3 separate regions of the Hordeum vulgare genome follow, and regions 2 and 3 are each linked to region 1. Evidence: chromatin contacts called from public Hi-C data. All regions are on one chromosome and are shown on one strand. Each heading gives the region's core, a stretch centred on a gene start, on an enhancer-like site or on the middle of the called end of the contact. The rest is flanking DNA. Distances are from core to core; before and after follow the strand shown.

Region 1 (4,713 bases), core at 639-3,138:
TGACCTAACAGAGGGAACAAGTGTGCAATCACCTCTGAATCTAACGGCCCGTGACGGGACGTTCAGACTTTTTCCGACAGGTAAAAAAAGGAGGAGATGGTATTTTATCTCATCTCTTATTAGCATGATCGCCTAAAGACAGCGACGCTAATCATGCTTGCTACTACATGGATCACGTAACGAGGCTCGAACGTGAGCCTACCGGAACCTCGTGCCGACTTGCACCAATTATATGCCCGCTTAATCGTTCGGAGTTTCACTTATTTAACGTTGATTAAACCGTTGCTTGTTAGGATGTGAAAGCGGGTAGTAGTAAGTTCAGCGCTCGCACGCCATGGCACCGCCGTTTGTGATTTCCGGGCACTGCCATGCCGCCGCCGTTTGTGATTTCCGGGCACCGTCGTGGCACTGCCATGCCGCCAAGAGCGTTCGTACGGATGGAATCAGAGCGGCGGGCACGGCATATATGGCATATGTTTAACACAGTGTGCAGGGCGTCGGGGACTCTTGCTACTAGTAGCAGCTAAATAGGACGTGATTAGACGCGCGACAGGGATGTGCTGCATGCCCGTGCGTGGCTTGGTTAATTATACTTTACCTACTTGCAGTTTTCTTTGCTCGTTCTGTTTGTCAAGATGAAGGGAGGCATCTCTTTTTCTTTCATTTTGTTGCTCATTCGTTCAGGTTTTGATGGAGCCATATACATTACACGCATGCCCGTCTTCTTCCCCGCAGCTAGCTGGTAGATGCGGCAAGCCCTGTCGTCCACATCCACTTGACCAAATGGCACACGCCTGCCACGTACGTTTCACGGCCAAGGCACAACAGTATGGACCTAGCTATACTACGCACGTACGTGGTGCTCCAATGATCGATCATGCATGCTCCAAGGTTTCATGACTAGCGCTAGCTGTACTTCTTTTTTTTTTGGAAAAAGGAGGAACAATGCCCCCGGCCTCTTCATCAATCGATGCATTCAAACATATTATTAAGGAATATCAATAACAAGGTCTTAGGTCTATAATAGTCTCGTAAACTGAACAAAATAAGCAAATCTAAAGATGGATTATTCATCTGTCATTTCCGACAACACTAAAAAAGGCTACGATGCCTATACAACTAGCCTATTATTAGCCTGTCATCCAAATCGATCGAAGATAGTCCATGCGACCGTCTTCCACCGGTTGCATCCAATAGCCATAAGCTCCCTGGAACCCGCATGACTAAGTAACGACCACGTACGGATTCAAGACGTGACTCTGTAGATAACCTGTAAAAAATTAGTGAAGTTCTTGCCATTAAAGATCATATCATTTATGGTGTTCCATATAGCTCAAAAAACATCACTTATTCCAATTAGGATATGATTCGCTAGATGTACGTCTACTTCATTGAGCCACGTTTCAAATGGCGTATTAATGCTTGTTGGTGGATTAATGTCAAAGGCTATATGAATAATGCGCCATAATAATTTTGCATGTGGATAGTTCAGAAAGAGGTGTCTGATAGTTTCAATAACAACAAGTAGACTTGTCTATCCAACTTCGTCTTAACAAATTATCTTTGGTTAATACAACTTTTTTGTGTAGAAACCACATGAAAATTTAGCGCTAGCTGTACCTAGCCGCGGACCTGGTGTATCGGCAGCAGAGAACACGATGCTCGTCGATCGTTCCGGTCGAACATTGGCACGCACGCACGCATGCATCATGCATGGCATGGATGCTTGAAGCAAATACGATCGGTTTTGGAGGCTAGCGCGTGGGATTTATGGAGAAGAGATCGACGTCGACGTCCGGCAATAAATGCAATCATCCCAGACCTTTGCCCAAACCGTTGAGTGCATGGTCGAGGGATTGTCCACGTACGTACGAAGGTTGCAACTGTGCTGCCAGAAGTAGGACTCAACTTACGCACTGTAGCAAGGTCATCGTTTTCGTCTGTTCATGATTTGGACGGTTTAGTTGGTTCTCCTCTCTCGGTTTGCATGCTTCATGCATGCTGTCTTGTCTTGCATGCATTGCCATCACATACGGCATGTGTTTTCCCCCATGTTGATTTGTTCTTCACGAAGAAGCAAGAAGAGTGATCTTGCTCCTTCTGTCAGCGACATCCCTTACCACACACACAACATTTCCTACTCAGCAATGGAGTGGAGCAGATGCATATGCAGAGTTGCGTGGGGATAATGCAACGTTGGCTACGTGCCGAGGCTTGGTCGAACAGGTTCCGCGCGCGCCCGCATGCAGCTAGCGGTGGCCCTGCCCGGTGCAGCTAGCCTAGCACCTCACACGCCATGACGCCAACGACATGAGATGTTGCAGCACGCACAAGCCTCTCATGCATCCCCTCCCTGGCCACATGTCTTCCTGAGGCCGATTGATTAATTAAACTACTAATTAACTAACCATGTCGTCGTCGTCATGGGCACTATATATTTGTAAAGTATAGATAGATGGATCTTAAATTGTTGGTGCTTCACCAACACACTGAAGCAACAGCCCGGTCGATCGTTGCTATGCTAACACGAGAAGGCAAGCCGCCGGAATGACGCAGGCATGCATGCCGCGTGTACATCTCACTGAATCTACATCTATCTAACCCTACAATAGATATATCTAATATGCATTTTTCTTCCAAGCTGGATTCATGATGTACATGTAACAGACGATGGACGATGGCTATATATTGTAGGGTTGCTTGGCGCCGAGCATCCACATCCACATCCACGAGCTGCTAGATATATCTAATATGCATTTTTCTTTCCACATCCACATCTATATCTAACCCTACATTCCGCTGCTTGGCGCCGAGCTGTACTGGATCGACTTGTATCTGCATTGTGTGTACAACAGGGTAATACCAGCTGTCGTGCGTACCAGAACTAGAGAGCCACGTACAGTGGACACGTAGAGGCCGACGACAGGGACAGATATATGCATACGCTTGGTAGCTGCTTACAAGAACGTGAAAAACATATCCAGAGAAAATGTCTTCCGGCCTGGCCTTCAATTTTATAATCGAGAGATCCCGTCGATCGGGAGATGCCGGAAGAAGCATGGGAGATGAACAGCGAGTCCACGAGGCTGTCTACGTCAGCGCATCATTGGCAACGATGTTCAAACCGCGACGAAGACGCCTCCGGCCAGGAAATTCGATAGGAAACAAATAAAGAGTATTATGCGATTGCAAATGCACAAGAGCGGAAAATTGAAGAAAAAATACAGAGGAAGATGTGGGCGATCTCTCAGCCACAATCTGCTCATGAAGAGTATGATTTTTTTTTTAACAGTGTAGTATAAGGTGGTGTTTCTTTTCAAGGGACTAGACTTTTTTTTAGTCCCATGAACTAAAGAAAAAAGTCCCTTCAATAGAGTATTTTTCTAATCCCTTGAGAAAAAGTTCCTTCTGTTTCTTTACCTAGAAACTAAAAGAGACTTTTTTTAGTCTACTCCCTCTAAAAAAACACCACCTAATTGTTTTTTCTTCGACCTACGCGTGGCTTTTGACTCTGGTTTTGTTCCGGTGGCTTTGGGATTGCTCAGTCATAGGGGAAGAAATCGCCGCTCGGCTTGTTGATGCTGGCAACGGTGACACTTGTGAGTGTCGTCCCTTCCTTGGAGGCGTTGTCATGGTCTCTCTTCGTATCCATCTTCGAGCTTCAGAAAAATCTTAGATCTGATTTTTTAGATCAGATGACGGTGGCGCCATGGCGTTGTTTTCCTTCCTGGAGGCGTCGTCTTTCATGCTCGTGAAGCCCTCGGTGCTGGCTTCGTGGTTGTCTGACTTTACATTGTTAGGATTGCCTCTCTAGTTAGTGTGCTTAGAGCATCTCTAGCAGACCCCCTAAAAACGTAAATTGTAAAACTCAGATACGGGTTGAGAAAGGGTTTTCTAAAAGTTCATTTTAGCTACGCCCGAATAAAAACTGTAATACTGCGATAAAGTGCTCATTCCTCGGGTCCAGCGGCCGCCGTCCCTTTCTCCAGCCGGCCGCATCCAACCCCGTCGGTTGCGCCCCGTCGCCCGTCGCCCGCGTCCCCTCCCCGTCGGCCGCGCCCAATCACCACGCCGGCCGCGCCCAGCCTTCTCGCCCACCGGCCATGCCCCGCCGCCTCCGTCGTCAGCGCCATGCACTGTTGCCAGTCGCACCGGCCAAGCCATGCCCCTTTGCCTGCCGCGCTGGGAGGATTCCGCTGGCCAGGCTGAGGTCATGGGAGGCCATGGCGAGGTCGAGCTCGTCCAATTCAAACCGGTGGCGATCGATTGCGGCGTCCGGCGGCCTTTCCCGGCGTGCGGTTATGAATTCCGGCGAGTTTAGGACGGATTTCGGCGGGGCTTCCCTAGTGCGGCGTAAGTGGCCTAGGTGGTGGAGATGTCGTCGTTAGTGACTGGGCTGCGATAGCGCTGCTCCGACCCTGTAGGCCTAGAACTGGGCCCCTTGGGCCGATTTGGGTCAGGGCAGGCCTACCTCGTTGCCTCTGGTTAGCCTGTTGCACGACTCACGATGGAGATGACAGTGTACGCGCCACATCGATGTAGTGTGGCAATAGAAGTTTCACGGGCATGTTTGTGTCCGATTGAGCTTTTGGGCTGATCTAGAGGGTAACGGTGGCGGCGTCCTATGTGGAGTAGCACGGTGGCGGGGACTTTACGAGCCCCGGGGCCCGGCCAGGCCTGTTTGGCCTGGTGTGTCCCTTATGCCATGTACGG
Region 2 (4,713 bases), core at 1,653-4,152, 230 kb before region 1:
GCCGCGCGTACAGCTTTCGTGTATTCCTCCCGGAGCACGAACTCCCACTCAGCGCGCAATACACACGAGAGACTGGGAGCTCTTATACGCGTGCACAGACACGCCGCGAGCCTCCCACGATCCCCACGCTCCACGCTCCCAGCTCGCGCGTCCGGCGCGCGCACACGCCCGCACGGCCGAACCTCGCGCTCTGACGCGGTCACCCCTCCGCGCATCTCGCCTACACGCAACGGCCCACGGGCTCGAACGCGTGGACACACACACACGACCAAACCTGCCATGGGCCGAGCCCAATGCATCTACCGCGCGCACGCACGCGCTCTGCATCGCCGCTCGCCGTGGCTTATTGCCCTACATGGGGTGGGGTAGAGGCGCTAGACCGAGAGCCAACGATCTGAAGCCCGCAATAACAATGTCTATGGTGTCCCTCTCCTGTCCACGGCTAAGCACATACATACACGGCCATGCTTGGGTTATCCGGTAATAAGTTTACATCGTCTCTGAAAATTATTGCAGATTTTATGTGATTCAGGTGCTCGAGGTAGGATATTCCAGGGTATGGTACTTTCTGGCAAACGGGACAGCAGCGTTGTCTATTTGAGGAAGATTTGTGGCGGGTCAAGGGGCTGGGCAAACGACGGGCCGTTGAGTGCCTTCGCTCACCACCTCTCTGCACTTATTAGGCAGCCATCACCGGGTCCGGGTCATGAGTCATGACACATCTGAATCTCAAACTTTTCGAAAGCGATTCATCACACAAGCACGCACATATATTTGGCTATGAACGGTTGCTTCAATTAGGCTAATAATCCAACACATGCTATCAAATACTAAAAATCAAACCCTTGCTTCTGAAACTGTCGAAAGGATTCGCTGCTGGCGACGTTATCTCTGCAACGCCCGGTGCGTGCGCCACCTGTTCACCGGCCGGGGAGGAGGAGGAGAAGCCATCACCCATCAGGATTACCAACTCTACACGTGTCACGCCGGCGGGAGAGACCAGCCCGGCATCCTCCGATGAGCCAGCAGCAGATTCCTGCCACCTGGCCCTGCTCGTTACGATAGGACTAGGACTGGCAGTAGCATTTCCAACGTTGATGGGGCTAAGCTCCGAAAGAAACACGCAACGGATCGAGTCATTTCAGCTTTTGGACTGACGACATTCGGTCGATGGAGCTAAGCTCCGAGAGAAACAGTGGTAGTCCAGCGGCAAAGCTGAAGAAGTGCCACGAGCAGAGACGGCCGGGACGAGTAGTGCCAAGGCCAGCAGTTGAGCGTTCCTCATCTCTCGAACTCTGAACTGAAGTAATACGATTAAAACATTGGTTGAACAGTCAATTGCTACACATGGTTTTTCTAGGGCTGCTGTTGCTTTAGCAATGAAACACATCATCACTATGTTACTCTTTGGATCTCCTAATTTTCTCTCTGTCGTTGGACGTCGATCAATTGCTTTCACGATCTTTTACACGCGCACCCTGCGTTTGACTGGACGCCAACACAAACTGCCCGTCATTACTTTTACAATGGCCTTCTGATTTACCATGGACAAAAGGATCACCTGACTGGACGTGGAGTATTTACACTCAGGCTCAAATGCTTCCCTTAAGGCCTTATTTGGTACTAGTGTTTTTAAGAAAATTGGTGGGGATAATCGGATGAAACTCCAACCTTCACCTAATCCCTTCAAATCCCCGTTTATCCCCAATCCATTAGGTAAGGGTAGTGTATTGTGTATTGAGAAAAATGCACTATAATTTAAAAATTTATGAGAAAATATGGAGATGAAACATGCCAAATACACTAGAACCAAATGATGTTATGAGATATGTGGGAATTTAGGGGTTTGATCGGGATAATCCCCACTAATTGCCTAAAATAAACTAGTAAGGCCTAAAGTACCGGTTACTCCTCGTGTTCCTGGCAAGGCCGGAACATGCGGGTGGATTGGGTGACGTTCTTGCATTTTCAGCATAGGCGAAGGTTCAAGGCGTCTTCGAGAAGGACAGTTATGCTGCCAGATATATCGGTGCTGATGGATCTTTTTTTTTAAACAATTCTGCGAAGCTTTATTAATTCGTTACTATATTTACACAGATGGATGTCAGATTTTTCGGATGACCCAAACATGGGTAAAAGCATGCTTCGTTAAATTGTGAGCTTTAAAATTAAAGCTCCTTCGTTTGTAAACGAACTTACAAGAATTAAAAAAAAACAGAAATGTCTAAGATTTCTTGAACTATCGTCCCATAGGTGGCCGAGGAACGATTCAGGATATCATTCACTAGTACCTCGTAATCTGAAGTAACCTGAACGTTTTGAATGTATAGATGATTCGCGAGCGCCAGCGCTTCTCTGATTGCCAAAGCTTTCAGGGTTGGTGGATCTGATATAAATCTGAAATCAAACGTTGAAGCTCCCAGGAAATTGCCCTCTTGACCCCTCGAAATCACCTCAACACACCCAAAACCATGTCTAGAAACAGATCCATCTGCATTGAACTTCGCAAAACCAAGTGCTGGAGAAATCCATTGTGGTATTTGTTGTGGAGAATTGTTGGCCCTAGCAGGGACAGATGTATGCTTGATCGCATTCAACTCCCAGAAATATGAATTGATGAAGTTGTGTACTGCTGCCGGCGACTGAAAAATGTCCTCATTAATTGTTTCCTCCTAGCTCCCCAGATTGCCCAGAGAGTCACCACGAGACGGAAAAAGTCATCTTCCGCCAATATTTCATGCAATGCAAAAATAAAATCCTTGGCAATGTCCTTCAGATGATTGCTCATCACCTGCACTAACTATTGGATACGGGCATGGTGTCGTGTGTTCTAGCTTGGGCCAAGACCAGAGGACAATGATGGGGGCCTGTGTTGAGGATATTAGCCATGACATAAGGCGGTCAATCCAGCCCGGGTCACGAAGACGTGGGCCTGAACGTAAGCCGGCCCGTGAAAGGCAAAGACCCACTTGCCTGGTTCGAAGGGAAAAATCTATTTGACACTCTGTGCGAAGCCCCGGGGCTTCGCACAGAGCGGGAGATCGATCGGGCTGCCTGGTTTTGTGAACCTTCTACAGGTTCCCAGCTGGTCTTTTCGGTTTTCGGAACCTTCCGTGTCGGGGCTTCTAGAAGGATCCCTGAACCGATTTTTTTATTTTTCATTTTTATTTATTATTTTCACTTTTTTTTCTGTTTCTGCTTCAAAAAATGTTCTGGATGTTCAAAAAATATTTTTAGATTTTCAAAAAATGTTCTTGATTATAAAAAATGTTCGCGCTTGCAAAATTGTTTTCAGTTTCCAAATTTGATCTCAAAATTAAAAATATTGTTCGCACTTTAAAAATTTGTTTGTGCTTCTAAATTTGTTTGAAGTTTTTAAAATGTATTCCTAGTTTCAAAAAAATTCTCGAGATTCAAAAAATGTCCGTGCTTCAAAAAATTGTTCGCGCTTCGAAATTTGTTCACGTTTTTTTAAATTGTTCTCTATTACAATATTTGTTCTCAAATTCAAAAAAATAATCATGCTTTAAAATTTTGTCCACGCTTGCAAATTTGTTCGAGTTTTTCAAAATTATTGTCCTTTTTAACAAATTTGTTCTCAAGATTCAAGAAATGTTCATGCTTTAAAAAACAGTTCGCGCTTCCAAATATGTTCACGTTTTTTAAATTGTTCTCGGTTTCAAAATTTGTTATCAAAATTCATAAAATGTTCATGCTTTAAAAATTTGTTCGTGCTTTCAAATTTCTTTGGGTTTTTTAAAAACTGTTCTTCTTTTTAAAATTTTGTTCTCAAGATTCAAAAAATGTTCGTGCTTTAAAAAATTGTTCACGTTTCCAAATTTGTTCACGCTTTTTAAAATTGTTCTCTGTTTCAAAATTTGTTCTCAAAATTCAAAAAATGTTCGTGCTTTAAAAATTTGTTCGCGGTTTTAAATTTGTTTGGGGTTTTTCAAAATTGTTCTCCTTTTCAAAATTTTGGTCTTAAGATTCAAAAAATGTCCGTGTACTAAAAAATTGTTCGCGCTTCCAAATTTGTTCATGTTTTTTTAAAATTGTTCTTCAAATTCAAAAAATGTTTTTGCTTCAAATAAAAAAATAAAAGAAAAAATGAACAGATGGCCTAAATTGGCGTAGGCGGTGCCGGCTTAAGAACAAACCTATCCCGATCAAGGGTAGGGGTCGTGTACGATACCGGCTTATTGTAAACCCAACGACTTGACCTAGAATATCAAGCGAGCCCCGAGTCATTCAAAAGGACAGATCCAGGTTAGAAGTCTCGAAGCATAGGTAGCGAGACAATATCCTTGTAATCAAGATCTGGACATCGAATAACAAAACACAAGCAGGAGTAGACTTTTACCTTACTTGAGGGATCGAATCTGGGTAAACTCGCTTCTCTCATTCCCGATCAACCCCATGCAAGGCTTCACCTAGCCGTTATGGCCTGCAACTAAGTTCTTCTATGAGAACACTTGCCATGACATCCCCACAACAGCCTGCTCGATAGTGACCGTTGGTAGTCACTGGATCGAGAAACACACACACACTCCCGGTCCATCGGGATTAGTTGAGGATTTAGGCATGGACGCTTCCTACGGTGGAGGCATTGACCCAGATTGAGTCGCTGATGTCAAGATAGGAGTGGATGGAGTGCGTCTGCTCTTCCAACCATGGTCGATGCATTGTGGATTTGGCGGTTAGCGGTGTCTGGGG
Region 3 (4,713 bases), core at 1,460-3,959, 140 kb before region 1:
GTGTCGACGCGGACACATGAACACATGGATGGATGGATGGATTGGATAAAGACGCCCAAGCCAAGCTAGCACATTCCCCGGCTCTCTGCCCTCCCAACAACTGGCCGAGATTTGCGCAGCCAGCCCGAGAGAAAGTCACGGTAAAGAAAAAAAAAATCCCGTTCTGTGTGTGCGACGACGGACGGAATATTCCAACGAGCATGTGCCCTGCACATCGCCCCCATCCTTCCACGGCAGCGCCGGTCGCCGCGACCCTCGACGGATCGGGTTAGCCGCAGAAACCGGTTCGATTCGATGTTTCTTGCGCGTTGCGTCGGGCGGAAGCGCGTGGGTGCACGGCCAGCTAGCGAGCAGCAAGTACGTACTACTACTCGGTGACAAGTGGGACGGCGGGCCCCGTTGTTTAATTACATTTTTTTGGGAGGACCCCGTTGTTTAATTACAAGGTAGTACTACTCGTCCAAGGTACTGTACGACGAGAAGCATTCGCATTCCCATTTAGCCAATTAACCGCCGGGCTTATCTTTTGCGCGCGAGCCAGCATGCAAGTGGATTCGACGACGACGACGGCCACATCGCCCGTGGCCTCGGAGCGGACGGATGATTGGGTACACGCACGGGAAACGGTTGGATTCCTGCGAGGCCCCATGCTCGCTTCTCCGCTTCAAGATCTACAAACAATTTGAATCTCAACCATGACATATATACAAGACCAGCCAACGATCAGAAGGGGAATAATTCATTTCAATCAGCAGCACACAATCAGATTTACCAATCAACTCGGTCTCGGCACACCTCTCGCCCTCCGGTCCATCGTCCCCTAATCGCTAAACTGTATCACGGCGATCACGCATCAGGTGACTATGTATGTACAAACTACAGATGCATGCCTCCTACTAGCAGTTTGATATCACACCCTAATCAAGATTAATCAGCACTCCCCCTCGCTCACAGGCCATCATTATGCCTTGCACGCATCAACAACAAACACACACACGACGATCCTCCTCCTCCTCGAATCGTCGCCGGCTAATTAACCCAATCCTTAATCCAAGTTAATGAAGCAAACTAATCAATCCACCGGCTAGCACCAACCAAATTAATTAACCATCTATGGCTACCACCAAAGCAAACGGCCGGAGACGATCCTGTCCATCGGGTAGATGGATGGATGGATGGATGGATTTCAGATGGATCTACCACATGTTGGAGAAGTCCATGGGAGGCTCGCCCCGGCACAGCTGCTCCAGATCGACGTACGACCGCGACGACGGCATCATCGGGAACGAGGTGTCCGCGGCGCCGGCGAGCGCGCCCGTGTCGAAGAAGCCGAGCGAAGGGGTCTGCAGCAGCGCCGACGATGACGCCGCCTCCGGCTTGCAGTGCCTGCGGATCGCCGCCTGCTGGTCCCCGCCCATGGCTCCCTGCAGGTAGGGCGAGTACCCGGCGCCGCCGCCGTGGTTGCCGCTGCCCGTCGTCGCCGGCATGAAGAAGTAGTTGGGGCTCTGCATCTGCTGCTGCGTCACCGGCGGCTCCGTCTTGATGGTCAGCTGCTCCGTGTCCGGCTCGAGCGGCAGGGCCGCGCTGGAGGTCGAGCTCGACGCGGCGGCGAAGTCGTCCGCGCCGGAGGGGGAGTCCATGAGCATCGGCAGGTCGGGGTTGTTGAGGAAGTCGTCGAGAAAGGCGTACGGGTCCTCCATGGCCCCGGCGGCCGCCGGCGGTGGCGGCACTTGCGGCGCATTCTTCGCCGCCAAGTCTTTGTCGAACACCCGGCAAACAGCCCAATCGTTCTGCACGCACGCACGCAACAGGCAAGGCAAGGGTGAGCGAGGAAACAACACGAGGAAAATAAGAAGCAGGAAACAAATCCGGTGCGCGGTCCAGCCGGCGGCATCTCCGGACGCTCCGGCGGCTCGATCGATCGATCATCGACACGGCCGGCCGGAGACGGAGCCAAAATCGAATCTTGCGGTACCTTGGCTGAGCGGTGGAGGCGGTGGGGCAGCTGGCCCTCGAGGCGGTACTCGTGCATGACGTAGGGCGTCTTATCGCCGCGGGGGGCGCGGCCGGTGTAGAAGACGAGCGTCTTCTTCATGCCGACGAGCACGGCGTCCCGGCCCTTGCCGCGGAAGATCTCCTTGTCCTTCCCCGTCGCCTTCCAGTAGCCGCGCTCCGTGGCCCGGTTGGTGCGCGTCCCCGTCGGGTACTTGCGGTCCTTGTGCACGAAGAAGTACCACTCCTTCTCCCCCATCTTCGCCTTCCCTGCAAAACCACCGCCATGAGCCTCCCTGCCTGCAAACCCGATCGAACCGGAGGAGGAGGAGCAGTAGTACTCACCGGGGAGGTCCCACGGCTCGGTCTTGTTGAGGTCGACGTCGGCGATCACGAGGCAGGAGAAGGAGTTGTTGACGGCCTTGGGGGTGAGGTAGTGGGTGACCACCTCCTCATCGGTCGGGTGGAACCGGAAGCCCGGCGGGAGCGACAGCCGCGGCTCCTCCGCCCCCAGATCCATCACCTCCGTCACGTCCGACATGGTCCCGCCCTCTCGACCGGATCTTCCGGCTATGGCTTGCCTTGCTATGCTCAGGATGAGCTCGGGAGCTGAGGAGGAGGAGGAAGAAGAAGAAGAAGAAGAAGAGCTCTAGATATGTCGAGAGATGATTTCTTTCTGATTGATCCGACGCTTTGGGCTTCAGAAGACTGGGATGGAGCGGCGCTCTGGGGGTGGCTTTATAGCTTCGGAATGGCGTGCGTGGGAAGACAACTTCCGGCCAGAGCCGCGCGCCCCGCTAATTTACTCACTTTTTTACTGCTACTAGTACGAGTACTAATCTATGGTGATTAACTGCACTGTAATAATCCAACGGCGGTAAATCGAAGCTGCTGCCGGCTAGGTTGCCAATGAGTAGTACTTGCAGATAAACATTGCCTAATCATCTGCTGCCCGGCTAATCTGCCAACTCTATTTCTCTCTCTCTCACACACGTACGCACGCGCCGTTAGCTGCCAATGATTATGTACCACATGGAGAAGGTTTGAACGGAAGTGACGGTGCCGGTGGTACGCAGCACGCTGCGGCACACGTCGGCTTCCCTGCTGTTTTTGTGTGTGATCGAGCCTCAGCCGCCGATGATTCGTCCCGGAATTCGCCTTCTGCAGTGGCCACGATAGATATCGGTAACCACGAGCGTTAACGTCCGGCCAAATTCCGGGCGAGGCCGCCGTCCAGACGCAGCCACACGAAATTCAGGGAAAACGCTGCGGCGAGTTCCGGGGCGAAAGCGTGCCGGCCTGCGTTGTCGAATCGAGAGGTTAAAATCTCAAGTGGTACAAATATCCTTTTCTCACCGAGCCCAGCTCGCCCGATCCTTGTCATGTGTCGCCGGCTGACACGTACGTTCGTGCGTGCGTGCGTGCGTGCCAGTACTGCACGGCGCACAAAACGGCACGTGAAAATGTACTGGTTTTAGGAAGCTGGTAATAAATCCAAATTTCACGCTTTGTGGTAAATTCCAAATGTTCGACTGTGCAAAACACTGTATATACTCTCTGTTTCTAAATACTTGTTGTTGGGGGAGCTAGATTAGTTTTTTAACAATAAATAATAGTATTACGGTACAGAGGGAGTATATTCCAATTACATTGCGCTAGGAGGATGATGCGCTGCGAACCCGCGAAAACTGATACTAGTATATACTTGGCCACTAAGTAATGTGAAGAGGATAATACCGCGGAGAAATTATGTCATTAATGTTGAGCTTATGGACCTGGACGCGTATGATGCTCGGGTCGGCCAGGAGATAGGTTTTGTTTATGTGCGCAGAGACTAAATCTTGAGTGCATTAAATGCACTTGGAATTAACTTTCCTATCTCATAATCAATTTGATTGAGGTGCAGTGCGCGCCACGGAAAATTCAGGCATGACGCGGAATGCTTATGTCAGGCGTTGCCTCTGCTGCCGTGGCTGGTCTAATCACAACTGACAGGAGTACCTGAAGAAAAAAAATGTGGATTTAGTTCAGGAAATTTTGTCATGAGTAAACTAGATACAGTTGCAGCCCATGCAGTTTCCTGGACGTTTCTTCGCCTGTCCATGAACCAGCTGCTCTTTTCTGGAGCTGAAATATTATCCCATTCGTACCTGTAATGCATCCTAGATTGTCAGTAGTACGAAATATAAAGATGTCTGTCTGAATTTTGTACTATGTCAGGTAATTTGCCAGCGTCGGAAAATGCAGCTGTGCATTGGCAGCAGTTTCCTCGCACACAGCAATTCAGAAACCAGTGGGTTCAGTTCAGATTCAGAACAATACCGTAGAAGATGACGCTGTACATGTATGCAATCAATCATCAACTGATGGTCGGTAATTAGCAAGCCCCTTTTTGCGGCTAACACTTCCATAATTTCCTGGAAAATTCAGTACTGGCAGTTCGTTGGCACACAAAATCCAGCAGTTTCCTCGCACACAGCAATTCAGAAAACGGTGGGTTCAGAAGAATACAGAAGAAGATGTATGATGCTATACATGCATGCATGCATGCAATTATCCGGTGATGGTCGGTAATTAGCACTTCCATAATTGCTCATGGGTTTGTTGGTAGAAGCTGCAGGACGGGGAATCTCGACCCGCAAATGTATGCGGCGTTGGTGGACCTGTTCGCCGGTCAGGGTCGCGTTATCAGTTTCCGGAAGCAGACAAGTCCTCCTCTTA

The links. Hi-C and Micro-C count contacts between places; a contact is called where the count stands out from the background.
Region 2: a Hi-C map of leaf shows a contact between it and region 1, with 6 times the contacts expected there. The contact joins two enhancer-like sites. A contact is called at or near these places in 3 of 6 Hi-C or Micro-C datasets (leaf and seedling).
Region 3: a Hi-C map of leaf shows a contact between it and region 1, with 2.1 times the contacts expected there. The contact joins the promoter of LOC123424685 here to the enhancer-like site in region 1. A contact is called at or near these places in 2 of 6 Hi-C or Micro-C datasets (leaf and seedling).

The regions. Positions count from the first base shown.
Region 1 is chr2H:36,406,638-36,411,350 of MorexV3_pseudomolecules_assembly, forward strand. No RefSeq gene overlaps it. Among protein-coding and RNA genes, the nearest start is that of LOC123424687, 41 kb to the right of the region's middle. Within about 2 kb of position 1,889, at least 2 of the 3 cell types and tissues checked have open chromatin away from gene starts, as enhancers often do. A contact at or near this core is called in leaf, where this site is marked.
Region 2 is chr2H:36,174,804-36,179,516 of MorexV3_pseudomolecules_assembly, forward strand. No RefSeq gene overlaps it. Among protein-coding and RNA genes, the nearest start is that of LOC123429435, 64 kb to the left of the region's middle. Within about 2 kb of position 2,903, at least 3 of the 3 cell types and tissues checked have open chromatin away from gene starts, as enhancers often do. A contact at or near this core is called in leaf, where this site is marked.
Region 3 is chr2H:36,268,783-36,273,495 of MorexV3_pseudomolecules_assembly, forward strand. It overlaps LOC123424685 (NAC domain-containing protein 92-like), which reads right to left and starts at 2,710. Exons shown (of 3, transcript XM_045108349.1): 1 at 2,338-2,710; 2 at 1,976-2,262; 3 at 721-1,790. The coding sequence starts at 2,533. The coding sequence ends at 1,197.